2 separate regions of the Sus scrofa genome follow, and region 1 is linked to region 2. The links are chromatin contacts, called in public Hi-C maps. All regions are on one chromosome and are shown on one strand. The core of a region is the stretch at or near the end of the contact, and the rest is flanking DNA. Distances in the headings are between cores, read along the strand shown.

What was found. Hi-C and Micro-C count contacts between places; a contact is called where the count stands out from the background.
Region 1: a Hi-C map of liver shows a contact between it and region 2, with 8 times the contacts expected there. The contact joins two enhancer-like sites. A contact is called at or near these places in 2 of 47 Hi-C or Micro-C datasets (liver and skeletal muscle).

Annotation. Positions count from the first base shown.
Region 1 is chr6:107,592,852-107,599,660 of Sscrofa11.1, forward strand. No RefSeq gene overlaps it. Among named protein-coding and RNA genes, the nearest start is that of GATA6, 310 kb to the left of the region's middle. Within about 2 kb of position 1,405, at least 9 of the 83 cell types and tissues checked have an H3K27ac peak or open chromatin away from gene starts, as enhancers often do. A contact at or near this core is called in liver, where this site is marked.
Region 2 is chr6:107,114,478-107,121,632 of Sscrofa11.1, forward strand. No RefSeq gene overlaps it. Among named protein-coding and RNA genes, the nearest start is that of MIR133A-2, 120 kb to the left of the region's middle. Within about 2 kb of position 3,529, at least 2 of the 83 cell types and tissues checked have an H3K27ac peak or open chromatin away from gene starts, as enhancers often do. A contact at or near this core is called in liver, where this site is marked.

The DNA of each region.
Region 1 (6,809 bases), core at 155-2,654, 480 kb after region 2:
GGTGCTAATTCAGATCCGAAGCTCAAATCTTTTTGATTCAGAAAAATGTCCTGTGATTAACCCTTCAATGTGAAGCCTAGTGTGTAGAAATTTCCTTTAACTCTAGCTTCTTTACATACATCTGGGATGATGAGAAATTTAGGCATGATAGTTCATTTTCCAGAAAGATTCATGGTAGGATTTCTAACTCTGCAGAGGCTGCATTTGCAGAAATTATAACAAGAATGGCTTGTTAAAGTGTTGATGAGGGTTGAAGAGGAGGGGTGAATGTTCAAAATCAGATTGCCATGCAATTTGAAATCACTACTTTAGTTTTGATGTAAACATAAGCAATTTTAGAATTGTATTACTAAATTACTGGGATACCAGGCTTCCAATATCCAACATGCCATTTCCTGGAGGAGCGCAAGCACAGAGGACTCAGAGCTAATTTGAACATCCATGTCACTTCTCCCCTTATAGCTTGATTGACAGACTAAAATTGTTTGTACGAATCTTAGTTCTTTTCACAGTACCTGTCTTCCTGGAGGTAGATTCCAGGTAGACTCGTCAGGCAGAAGAAACACATGGGAGCAGAATCAAATAGTTTAAGCAACCCACACATTATGGGAACCACCTTTGGGAGATAACCAAAGGTAAGAGTCAACATATTTAACTGCTAAGTCATAGGACCAGCCAATCAGATCCTACCCTGGACACAAACAGCCCCTATCAGCCCCGGAGATAACACTCCCACAGCAGCTGATCCTTCTTCACAGAGTTGTTTGCACACTTGCAACTATGTGCCTATTCAGTTGCTATTATTGGTTCAATATCTGCCTTCCTCTCCAGACTGTCTGCCTAATGAGGGGTTTCCCTAGGTCCCCAATGAACCTTTGTGATCAGACACCAGTGACCCAGGTAGAAAAGACTTCATCTTACTGTATTGCGGCCAACTTCAAAGAAGTGGCATGGAAGGGTGGAAAAGTCCTTGATATTAGGACAGCTGTGCTCATGTCCCAAATTCGCTGTTGACTCATGTGATTTTGGTCAGGTCACTTCCCTGTCTCTATTTCTGACTCCTTTGCTAGGAAACTACAGGACCAGATTTGGTAACTTCTGAGGCCAATTCCAGCTCTTAGAGTCTGCGATTCAGCTTGCTCATTAAGTGGACAGGGGAGATTTATCTGTGACCAGAACAAAATGTTAGGAACCAATGAAAGTTGCCAAATACCATTCAGAGAAAAAGTGGGAACAGGATTTTGTATGAAATGTGCTTGGGTTGCACAATGCAAATATCACTTTGGTGAGAGAGGAAGGCCACGGGATATGATTACTTGATCTGCCACCAAGCTTCCTGCACAGCCCTGCAAGCTTTGCAAGCCCTGCAAGCTAAAGATACCTATCACTCTTGTTCAAGGTCCACTTCCTACTGAGTTGTCACACTGTTGAATTATTGCTGAGGTGAAGTCCAAAAGGGGAAATATTTTGCAACCTAGGGTTGGACCCTGGAGCTCGACGATCATGACTGATACATATTTTCCCAGAAACATCCAGGGCCACACTGAGGAGCCCTCGTACCTCCGTGCACCACTTTTGTGAGCTCACCCTGACAGTGGTGCTGTGGTTCCCCAAGCATTTTCCCAAACAAGCAAGTGAAAACATTTCCTTTTGCCTCTATTGGAATCATTTCTTTTCTTTAATTATGCATGAAATGAACAAGACTTTTTCAAAAAATAGCTCAGTTTAAAAAGCAGTTTAGAAACAAGGTCATATTTGTCTTCACAAGAAGAGTCATCAGTGTATTAAGCCAGAGATTCCTGAATCATAACACAGATGCTGCTCTGACAGTTGCTGAGTTTTAAAATTTCCAGGATCCTCAGAGAGTTCTTCTTTATGGGGGTATTGGCATGCTTGCAATTATGTCCCTAATCACTTTTGGTAATGCTGATTATGACATGATGTGTTCAAACACTCTTAGGTAGATATTCAAGAGCCCCAGCTTTTCCACCAGTTAGTATATGAGCCTGAGCAAGTCCCTGCCTCTCTGAGTCTCTGTTTGCTCTCCTGTGAACTATTCAGCTGGACATCCAAAGTTTTGAGCTCTACAGAGAGCCTCTGAGGCCTGGATGGGAGGACCTCACCCTTCTCCTCCCACCAAGAAAGAGATGGGGACCTGGGCGTCCATACCCAAAGCTCTATTCTTTCCTTTACATATATTCAGAGTTTGCAGAAAGTTTCCCTGAGGAAAGGACACTTCTGCTTATAAAGTGTTTGAAAAGCACAGGATTTGGAGTTCCCCTTGTGGCATAGCAGAAATGAATCCAACTAGTCCATGAAAATGCGGGTTCGATCCCTGGCCTTGCTCAGTGGGTTGGGGATCTGGCATTGCTGATCCAGCTGGCATAGACGCAGCTGGATCCTGCATTGCTGTGGCTGTGGTGTAGCTCTGATTCGACCCCCAGCCTGTGAACTTCCATATGTCACAGGTGCAACCCTAAAAACAAAACAAAACAAAAAAAAAAAAAAGAAGAAAAGAAAAAGAAAGAAAAAGAAAAATGCAGGATTTTATAACCTCTAAACATGCTCTCAATTGTAAAAGATGTCTCCTGAGTTCATGTTCACATATATTTGTGAACTCAGGTCTATACACGCTTACACACACACATACCCTCCACAGGGCAAAAAAAATAAGATTGTGTCACATCCCATGGATCATGTTGAAAGGAATCCTGTGTCATTTTCTCTTCATGCCCCAAGGAAGTCCCAAGATGTTGCTGGGAGATGGGGAAGCTCTTCATGTGGCTGAGAATTCAGCTGAAAATGAGTCAGAGGTGGAGCTTTAGCTTTTAGAAGGGAAGCTGAGGACGCATTTGACTATACCTTAACTTTATACATGAGGAATCTAAGACTTGGAGTGACTTGCCAAGGTCATGTAACAAGTTGGTAGTGGAGCTGCTATTATAGGTCAGGTCTTTAAGTCCCTCCCCAATGCCCTTCCCAGTACACTGTGCTCTTAGGAAGAGATGGCACTAGAATGGGATATTTGGATATCCTGTATTGATGATTCAAAAAAAAAACATTTTACCCACCTTATCCACCTCTGTGGTATGGGATTGACCTTTAGATCTGGCAAGACCTTAAGAAAATATTGCGTGTGCGTGCACACACACACACACACACACACACATACAGAGGCATTTTGCCCAGGGGATAAGGGGCAATGTAAAATCTTTGGCAAGTAAATACTTCAAAGCTTCAGAGGGTTTATCTGAAGAAGACTTTGAATAGAGTGCGATGTTTTATGGCTTCTCCTAATCCCCAGCAAATGTGCCTTGCTGAATAAGCAGAAATATTTTTAATGACTGCTAGAGAGCTACAGGCATAGATCTGTGACTAGAGCTGGATTTCCTGGGACCCTTAGTCTCCTGCATTACAATCTTGGAGAAAGAATTTGTATCTGGTTCTGCACTAATGAATTTGGAGGGCCCAAGGCTTTTCCTTCTAAAAGTTGTCTGAAAGTTACTCTTTATTCAGTCCTATCAACCATGACTTCTATCACTGCTAACAACTTCCACCTCTACCTCCACCAGTAATAATACCTTGTCAGTTCATCTTAGCCTCACAGTATCCCAGGGAGGTATGTCATATATGAGTCCAAAATTCCTTCTCCAGTGGGAAACGGGTGGTTGGCCAGCACCCTAAAAGGGTTCAGTATAGCTTGTTGAGTTCAAGCTAGGAGGACAACACATGTCTGAGGAAGACGAGGGGAGTCAGGTCAAAGTGTGGGATACTAGAGGTCTAGAGAGACAAATGTGGTTCAAGATTCAGGGAAGGAGACTAACAGCAAGCTGAGTCCCTGGAAGCTGAGGGGCTATGAAGGTAGCAGAGCCTGGAGGTCAATGTTGGGGCTCTCCCAGCATTGTTCTGTTGTGGCCCCTGCCTTTCCTGCTTCTGGGGCCTCTGGGCAATTATACCCCAGGCAGCAGCTTCAGAAGGGTTGGAATTATGAGAATTTGTTCAGTCATTCGGATCTTACACTCAGCTGGTTGAATGAGCAAAATGGGGCATTTTCAGAGAAGGCAAGACTTCAGGTTCTAGGCTACAAATTCAAGAACTGTGGCTTTTTGAGGTCTCTTTCAGGCTCACACTGGGTCTCCTGACCTTAACCTCTATTTGCAGCAGTTCCACATTAGAAGAGTTCATGACATGTCCTCAGTCTTGTCCCCCTCTTGACAATTAAAACTCCTTTTCATGAGATGGAAATTTTAACTGTTACTTGTCCACTGTGTAGACTGAGATGCCAAAGCACATCCAGCATGGTTTAGCAAAACCTACTAAATATCATAGGATAAGGAAAGGTACCAAACTCATACAGAGAAGCTAAGTGAAGTAGAATTTCTGTTGCCTCTACCTTATGCAACAAAGGGAAAAAAACAGGAATTGGGAAAAGTCAAGGATAGGATGGGCATGGCCTCTCCCAAGGCTAAATCTGTAGGAAACTGCTGGATGGTGGAAGGAAAATTCAGGAAGGAGACAGACACACACTTTAAAAAATATAATAAGTTACAAAAGTGATTCATGCAGGATATATGATTTGTTTTAGTGTAAATTTAAAAGGAAAGTCGAAAAATGACAACACCCTTCTACCTGAAGTTAAAATAACCTGTATCCTTTCTTTCAACCTCAGGTATGGTAATTCTTTACTCCATAAAACGGGGTGGAAGAAAAATAGCTGTGACTCATATTCCATGCTGAAAGCTTGCAGATTTTTATTACAAGAAGAGGTGATGGATGGGAAGGTCCAAGGAAGGCTTCTCTTATTACTCCCAAAGTAAGTTTGTCTTTTATTCTCATGCCATGGGTTTGGAAGGTGGAAATGCTGACATTATGTCAATTGTATTGGGTATTGACTACTGTGTAGGAAATTTTTAAAATGTGACCCAAGTCTATTCTGTTTAAAAGAAACTCATTTCAAATATAATAACCAGGCTGAAAGTAAAATTATGGGATAAGATATATCATGCAAATGCTAATCAAAGGAAAGCAGAAGTGGTTATATTAATATCAGATAGAGTAGACTTCAGAACAAAGAACATTATCAGAGATAGAGAGGGACATTATTTTAGGGTAAAAGGGTCAATCAACCAAGAAGGTATAGCAATTCTAAATGCATATGCACCAAACAATAGAGCTGCAAAATATGTGAAGCAAAAACCAATAAAACAAAAAGGAGAAATAGACAAATCCACAATTAAGCTGGAGACTTCCACACCTCTTTCTCTCTCAACAATTGATAGAACACCCACAGAAAATAAGGAAATAAAAGAAATCACCAACACCATTAACCAACAGGATCTAACTGACATTTTTAGAATACCACCCAGCAGTAAAATACACATTCTTTTCACATCTCTAGGTAGCAGACAGAACATTTCTTGGGCATAAAACAAAACTCAAAAAATTTTAAAAAGTTGAAATTATAAAGGCTGTGTTCTCTGACCACATGGAATCAAGCTATTAATTAACAACAGAAAGATATCAGGACAATCTCCAAACACTTGGGAAATAAACAACACTAATCTAAATAACCCTAAATAATCCACAGGTCAAAGAGGAAGATTCAAAGTAAATTTAAAAATACATTCAGTTGAATGAAAAAACAGGATAAAATTTGTGGGACATTCCCAAAGCAGCGCTGAGAGTGAAATTTACAGCACTAAATGCCTCATTAGAAAATAAGATAGGTTTCAATGAAATAATCTAAGCTCTCACCTTGATATTTAGAAAGATAAAACTAATATAAAATTCAGTAAAGTCACAGGATACAAAATATATAGAAATCTGTGGCATATCTATACACTAGTAACAAACTGTCAGAGAAATTAAGAAAAAAATCCAATTTACAATTGCATGAAAAAGAATAAAATATCTAGGAATAAATTTAACCAAGGGGACAAAAGACCTTACCGTGAAAACTATAAGACAATGCTGAAAGAAAATGAAGAAGACATAAATAAATAGAAAGATATTCCATGTTCATGGATTGGAAGAATTAAAATTGTTAAAATGTCCATATTCCACAAAGCAATCTAGAGATTCAAAGCAATTTCTATCAAAATTCCAATGGCACATGTCACAGAATTAGAACAAATAATTTTAAAATTTGTATAAAACCACAAAAAACAGGATTGAGAGCCCAGAAATAAACCCAAACATATTTGAATAACTAATTTATGACAAAGGAGCAAAGAGCATACAATGGGGGAAAGAATAGTCTCTTCAATAAGAAGTGTTGGAAAAACTGGACAACCACATGCAAAAGAGTGAAGCTAGATCACTATCTTATACCAGAAAAAATATTAACTCAAAATGAATTAAAAACTTCAGTATAAGACCTGAAATTGTAAAATGTATATCGAGGACAAAGGAACTAAAGGTTCTAAAATAACTTTGAAAAAGAAGAATAAAGTGGAAGAATTCAGCTTACTCTATTTCAAGACATCATACAGTTGTACTAATAAAGACTATAGTATTGGTGGAGAAATAGACACTTAGATCAATGGAACAGAGCAAAGAACTGCAAAATAAATCCCCACAAATGTGCCCAACTGATTTTTGACAAAGGAGCAAATGCAATTCAATGGAAGAAAGATACCTTATCAACAAATGGTGCTGGACAATTGGATATATACAGGTCCAAAAATTAACTTTGACCTAAGTCTTCATTTTATTTTATTTTATTTATTTATTTTTTTTGTCTTTTTGCTATTTCTTGGGCCGCTCCCGCGGCATATGGAGGTTCCCAGGCTAGGGGTCGAATCGGAGCT
Region 2 (7,155 bases), core at 2,279-4,778:
CTGTGGCTATGGTGTAGGCCAGTAGCTGCAACTACAATTCTGCCCCTAGCTGGGAACTTCCATATGCCGCACGTGCAGCCCTCAAAAAAAAAAAAAAAAGGATGTGAACTCGATATTTTCTTTTTTTCCTTTTTCTTTTTGTCTTTTTAGGGCCGCACCCAAGGCGTATAGAGGTTCCAAGGCTAGGGGTTGAATTGGAGCTGTAGCTGTTGGCCTACACCACAGCCGCAGCAATGTCAGATCCGAGCCACACCTGCAACCTACACCATAGCTCATGGCAACACCGGATTCTTAACCCACTGAGCAAGGCCAGGGATTAAACCCTCAACTTCACGGTTCCTAGTTGGATTCATTAACCACTGAGCCACGACGGGAACTCCAGAAATGGATATTTTCTGAACGAGCAGCTCCGGCTCTGAAAGCAGTATCCTAATCATTAGATCAAGAAGAGTGAAGCTCCCTGGCCTTGGTATTTGAATTCTCAGGCTCTTTACCAAAATGAACTACTGATGTTTGATCTCCCTGAGGAGCAGAGGCCACCAGGCGAAACTTTCTGACTTTCCTACCCTGACACACACCTCTTCCACGTCCCTCCTCCCAGCTGGACAAATGTCCTCCATCATCTTGAAGGCTGGCCTGTGCTCCAGGGCAGGGCTCCTCCGAGCACCCGGGGATCTTGTGAAAATGCAGATTCTATTTCCAGTGGTCTGGGGTGGAGCCTGAGATTACATCAAGAATTTAATTTTAGGGAGTTCCCATTGTGGCTCAGCAGGTTAAGAACCTGATGAGTATCCATGAGGATGCAAGTTCCCTGGCCTCGCACACTGGGTTACGGCATTGCTGGGAGCTGTGGTGTAGGTCTTGGATGTGGCTTGGATCTGGCATTGCTGTGGTTGTGCTGTAGGCCGACAACTGCAGCTCTGATTTGACCCCTGACCTGGGAACTTCCTTATGCTTTGGGTGAGGTTGTAAAAAGAAAAAATAAATAAGTAAAGCCCACATATCCTTAAAAAATATATATGTGTGTGTGTGTGTGTGTGTGTGTGTGTGTGTGTGTAAAACATGTGGTTCACCTGAGAAATGGAATTTAAAACTATAGAATCCCACAAACCAAAATTAGTAAAAGGCTATGGAAATTGTAGTTAGGAGTGGGGTTTGAAATAACATGGACATTATTTTTTAAAAATTTTTTTATATTTTGTCTTTTTTTGTACTATTAGAGCCATGCCCACAGCATATGGAGGTTCTCAGGCTAGGGGTCGAATCGGAGCTGTAGCCGCCAGCCTACGCCAGAGCCACAGCAACACCAGATCTGAGCCATGTCTTTGACCTACACCACAGCCCACAGCAGTGCCGGATCCTTAACCTGTCTGAGGCCAGGGATCAAACCTGAAACCTCATCATTTCTAGTAGAATTCGTTTCTGCTGTGCTCCCCAATATTTGCATTATTGAATGACAGATGGTATTATGCTGTCATAGTGGCATTTGCTTGGCAGTTATATCCTTTTCTTGGGGATCAGCTATTACTGTTCATGCTTCTCACCCCACAGTCCTCTCTGAGGATTTGGGGGAGAGCATATGGAGGAGTCAGTGAAAACTCACAGCTTTTTTTATTTTTTGTTTTTTTTAGGGCAGCACCCACCCTAAAAATGTTCCCAGGCTAGGAGTCAAGTCAGAGCTACAGCTGCTAGCCTACACTGCAGCCACAGCCACGCCAGATCTGAGCCTCATCTGCGACCTACACCACAACTCACGCAGGATCCTTAACCCACTGAGCGGGGCCAGGGATCAAACTTGCATCCTCATGGATACTAGTTGGGTTCGTATCCACTGAGCCACAACAGGAACTTCGGAAAACTCATAGCTCTTAGGTCATCCTTTTGGATGCCATGGTCAGGTGGAGTGGTCAGGTACAGAAGTCCCCACCTTCGGGACTATGGCTTCACCGACAGAACAGCAAGTATAACATTTATGCTTATTTCCTGAGAGCAAAGCAAGTTTGGTCTCTAAGGTTGCACCCATATTTGTACATCAACTCCATATGAAATTGGCTCCCCGCCCCATGTAAATACTCCATTTCTACATTGGCTGATGGCTGTTGAGGATGGAAATGATCTGTTAGTAAATGATTATAAAGTACTTGCCTAATCAAAATGAGGGCTCAGTAACCCTTTGATAAGGCTGGGCTGAGGCAGGAGCTGGTCACTTGGACCCAGCTGGCCCTTTGTGAGGACTAGCCTTGGCAGGAATCCACGTGACAAGTGCCGTCTGTGTCCCCAGCAGTCCACACTGATTGGATGTACCCCTGGTCTGAGCCCAATGCAAACTGTGCAGAACTCAGAAAGTGCATAGTCCTTGGCTAATGATGCTACCCAGCCCTTTGGTCTGTTTTTACTAGCTTTTTAGAGAGGCACAAGGTAGTGTGTGCATTGGAGAAAAACAGTTTTAAATGATTAAAAACACTTCACCAAACAGATCTTTGCACAAGCATGTTCATAGCTGCAACTTTTACAATTGCCAAAAGTTGGAAACAATTCAAGTGTCCATCAACAGATGAATATATAAATAAGATTTGGTATATATGCACAACTGAATGTCATTCAGCCTCAAAAAGGAATGAAATTCTGATACACGTAAACATAGATGAATCTGGGAAACATTTTGCTAAGTAAAATAAGCCAGATACAAAGGGACAGATATTGGACGGTTCCACTTCTATGAGGTACCTGGAAGAGTCAAATTTGAAAGTGGAATATTGGTTGCAGAAGCTGGAGAGAGGGGAGAGTAGGAAGTTTGCGTTTAATGGGGACAGAGTTTCGCTTTGTAATGAAGAAAAACTTTTGGAGATGGATGATGATGGTGGTTGTACAATGTTGTAAATACTAAATGCCACTGAGCTGTGCACTTTAAAATGGTTAATTATATGCTATGCATATTTTACCATAATAAAAAAAAGTGTACAGAATTTCCCTGGTGGCTCAGTGGATTAAGTATGCTGTAGCATAGGTTTGATCCCTGGCCCAGGAACTTCCACATGTGCCTCGTGCCTGGCCAAAAAAAAAAAAAAAAAAAAGGACGTACATGACTCAAAGAATTTCCTTTGATGATTTCCATTTAAGTTAGGGGAAATCCTGAGTTCCCAAAGTGGCTTAGCGGTAATGAACCTGACTATTATCCACAAAGATGGGGGTTTGATCCCAGGCCTAGCTCAGTGGGTTAAGGATCTGGCATTGCTATGAGTGGTGGTGTAGGTTGAAGATGCAGCTTGGATCCAGCCTTGCTGTGGCTCTGGTGTAGGCCGGCAGCTGCAGCTCTGATTAGACCCCTAGCCTGGGAACTTCCACATGCCTAAAAAGTGCAGTACTAAAACGCTAAAATAAATAAAACAAAACAAAGTTAGGAAAAACCAAAGACTTCATTTTCAATTTGAGCCTCCCCTTCCCTTTGCCTCTTGATGGCTCATGTCCACACTGGGTGGCCTTTGACCCAGTGCCCAGGAACTAAGTCAGAGGCAGGTCATCCTGACCTCACCTCGTCTGTGGCCAGAGACAGGCTGACGTCAGGTGTTGGCAGAGCAGAAAGGAAGGAGAACAGGGGAAAAGGCCTCTAAGATCATAAAGAAGAAATTAACTGATCATGAAAGAATGACAGCAGCTGGTAGATGCAACTGGAACAGATCTTGGGAAGGACAGGAAGTGATCCCTCTGGATCCAAATGAGGCTGCTCTGGGGGAGGCTTTGTGAGGCTCCTGGAAGCAGCAGCCCCCGAATGGGCTGAGGGTGATTTGTGATGCTGAAAATGGTTTGGTCCAGAGCAGAGCTGGGAGCCGCCACTTCTGGAAGCAGTATGCTCTGTGCTTTCCATTTATTTGTCTCCTCTTGAAATTCAATCTATTTCCTTAAAAGAACTGGGCCTGCAGTTTCCGATTATAAATTGGAAGATTTGTGTCTACGTAGGTTCTTTCCTCGCTACTCAGAAACCTCTGGAAATTTGTTTCCTAATGGCTGGGGGGCAGAGCTAAAGTGATCTCTTCCATTGCCAAAGAACTTGGGCAGTAATCTGAACTTGCTATTCTGCTCTCAGCGGAAGGGACACCAAACATTTAGGTGCTGAGGGCTCCTGGCAGGGCGCTGCGGAAAGTGCGGGAAGCCCCTGGCACAGGGCACTGGGGATTTGCTGCTGTGGCAGGTAGCGAGGCAGGAAAGGGGGAGATTTTGACATTCCAGCCCCATTCACCTCCTGGTGTCTCTAGGATGTCACACTCAGACTTTTGTTGAATTCCTCTATGAAAACCAACCTTTTAGGATTCTGTGTGTCCCTCCAGCCCCATCTCCTGGCAGGTGAACATCAGTTTCCTTGAAAAATGTTTCCCCTGGAATTTCCATTTCAGGCACCAGCGAGGCTTACTTAGACCACAAACAACTCAAGAGAAGCGTCTGCAAAAGACACAAGCAGGCATTTCATAGAAAATAGATTACGTGTGGCCAAGATCCATTTAAAGAGATATCTGGTACTCACAGTGGTTAGCAAGATGCAAATCAAATACACTGTGACACCATCTTGCATCCTTCCAGTTGGCAAAAGTCAAAAAAGTCCAACATGGAGTTTCCATTGTGGTTCAGTGGGTTAAGGACCCAACATTGTCTCCCTGAGGATGTGGGTTCAATCCCTGTCCTCGTTCAATGGGCTAAAGATCTGGCTTTGCTGCAAGCTCAGATCTGGTGTTGCTATGGCTGTGGTATAGGCTGCAGCTCCAATTTGACTCCTAGCCCGGGAACTTCCATAGGCTGCTGGAGCAGCTGTAAAAAGAAAACGAAAGTCAGTACTAAATGTTGGAGAGGCAGCAAATCTAGAGAGAGAGCTCTAAGGCTTGGCTAGTGGGAGTAATTCATACAACCCATTTGAAAAGCTGAGTGGCATTGTTTCCTAAAGTAGAACTTTTACAGACTTTATGACAAAGCAGTCCCACTCCATGGCATGTACCAAAGAGCAATTCTTGCATAACAACAACAACAGTAACAGTAAAAAGGCATGCACAAGAATGATCAAACAGGGAGTTCCCATCGTGGCTCAGTGGTTAACAAATCCGACTAGGAACCATGAGGTTGTGAGTTCAATCCCTAGCCTTGCTCAGTGGGTTAAGGATCCGGCGTTGCCATGAGCTATGGTGTAGGTTGCAGACGCGGCTTGGATCCCGCGTTGCTGTGGCTGTGGTGTAGGATGGTGGCCACAGCTCGGATTAGACCCCTAGCCTGGGAACCTCCATATGCTGCAGGAGCAGCCCAAGAAATGGTTGTGGGTTCGATCCCTGCCCGTGCTCAGTGGGTTAAGGATCCAGCGTTGCCGTGAACTGTGGTGTAGGTTGCAGATGTGGCTTCAGTCTGGTGTGGCTGTGATGTAGGCCGGCAGCTGTAGCTCTGATTATACCCCTAGCCTGGGAATCTCTATATGCCATGGGGGTGGCCCTAAAAAGCAAAAAAAAGAGAATGATCAAACAGTCCTGTCCACCAGAGCAAAAAACTGGAAACGTCAGGAGAGTAGACGAATAAATATTACAGAGCAGCCCAATGTATGAACTTAACAATATATAGCAAAGTGAATAATTCTTTGAATATTACTAAGTAAAGAAATAAGTTTCAAAATATTACAAAGAGCATAATACCCTTTTTTATAATTAAAAATAAAAGTGAAATATATACCTTAAATATACATATACAGACCTTCCTTGAGCATCATTAAGTCAGGGACTATCTACAAAGTCAACACAACTATTTATAAAGGGGAGTGAGAATGTGGTTAATAGGGGATCAGGAAATCAGGAAAGGTGATGAGGGGTCATCGGGTTAAATGTGGTTTATTGTATAGTTGCTTGCTTTTATTTTGGGTGGTGGGTTGGAGGGTTCGAAGGTGTTTATTATACTGGCCTGAGAACATCTGCAAATTCCACTCATCAAGATTCACTTCTTTTTGCTTTAGGCATCCTTATCTTACATTAACATGCACATAGGGAGTTTCTGCCGTGGCTTAGTGGGAACAAGTCTGACTAGTACCCATAAGGACAAAGTTTCTATCCCTGGCCTCGCTCAGTGGGTTAAGGATCCAGAGTTGCTGTGAGCTGTGGTGTAGATCACAGATCTGGCTCGGATCTGACATTGCTGTGGCTGTGGTGTAGGCCCGCAGCTTCATCTCCAAATTGACCTCTAGCCTGGGAACTTCCATATGTTATGGGTGCAGCCCTAAAAAGAAAAAAAAATTAAAATAAAACATGCAAATAGTGTAACCACGGGAGCAGCAAAGTATGAGGTATGAGTCTTAAATGTGTTTTCAGAACCATTTCAGCTGTCTTTCCCTGTGTCTCTCCACAGATTTATGTCATTCCTTGTAACAGCTGTGTAGATTTACCTGCACCATAGTTGATTTAACTTTATTCTTTCACTGTAGGCATTTAGGTTCTTTCTAGCTTTTGTTCTTATAAAAAGATATTACAGGAGTTCCCACTGTGGCTCAGCAGTAACAAACCTTACTAGTATCCATGAGGACGCAGGTTCTATCCCTGGCCCTCTTCAGTGAGTTAGGGATCTGGTGTTGCCTGTGGTGAAGGTGGAAGATGTGGCTTGGATCCTGCACTGCTGTGGCTGTGGTGTAGGCCGGCGGCTATAGCTCTGATTCGACCCCTAGCCTGGGAACCTCTATATGCCACAGGTTGGGCCTCCCTGCCAAAAAAAAAAAGTATGTCATGGTGGGTATGACTGGCTATGGTAGGAAGCCAGCTTTTTATGGCTTTTTTTTTTGTTTGTTTTCTCTGAGCTGGCCCCATAGGAGGAATGGTTCTGTGAGCAGGGGCCAAGGGAGAGTAATGCTCACCTCCTGACCTTTAACCTCTGCCCCCTGTGTCCCAGTTGGTAAGGGGCAGAGGCTTGGTGCTTCCCTTTGGCAGCAGTAGGGGCACTGTCTCCCCATGGCGTCCCCTCTGCCCCTGGTCACCCGCAGGGTCTTAGAGCCAGGAACCAGTGTGAGCGCATCTCCTCCCCTGTCTCGGTGGATGTTCTTGGGATTTGTGAAAAGGCCTTTGGGAGTTATACTTGTAGGTCCACACTTACAAGTATAACTCCATAACTAATGGCTCTGGGGGAGCGGCTGGAATAGAATGTCAC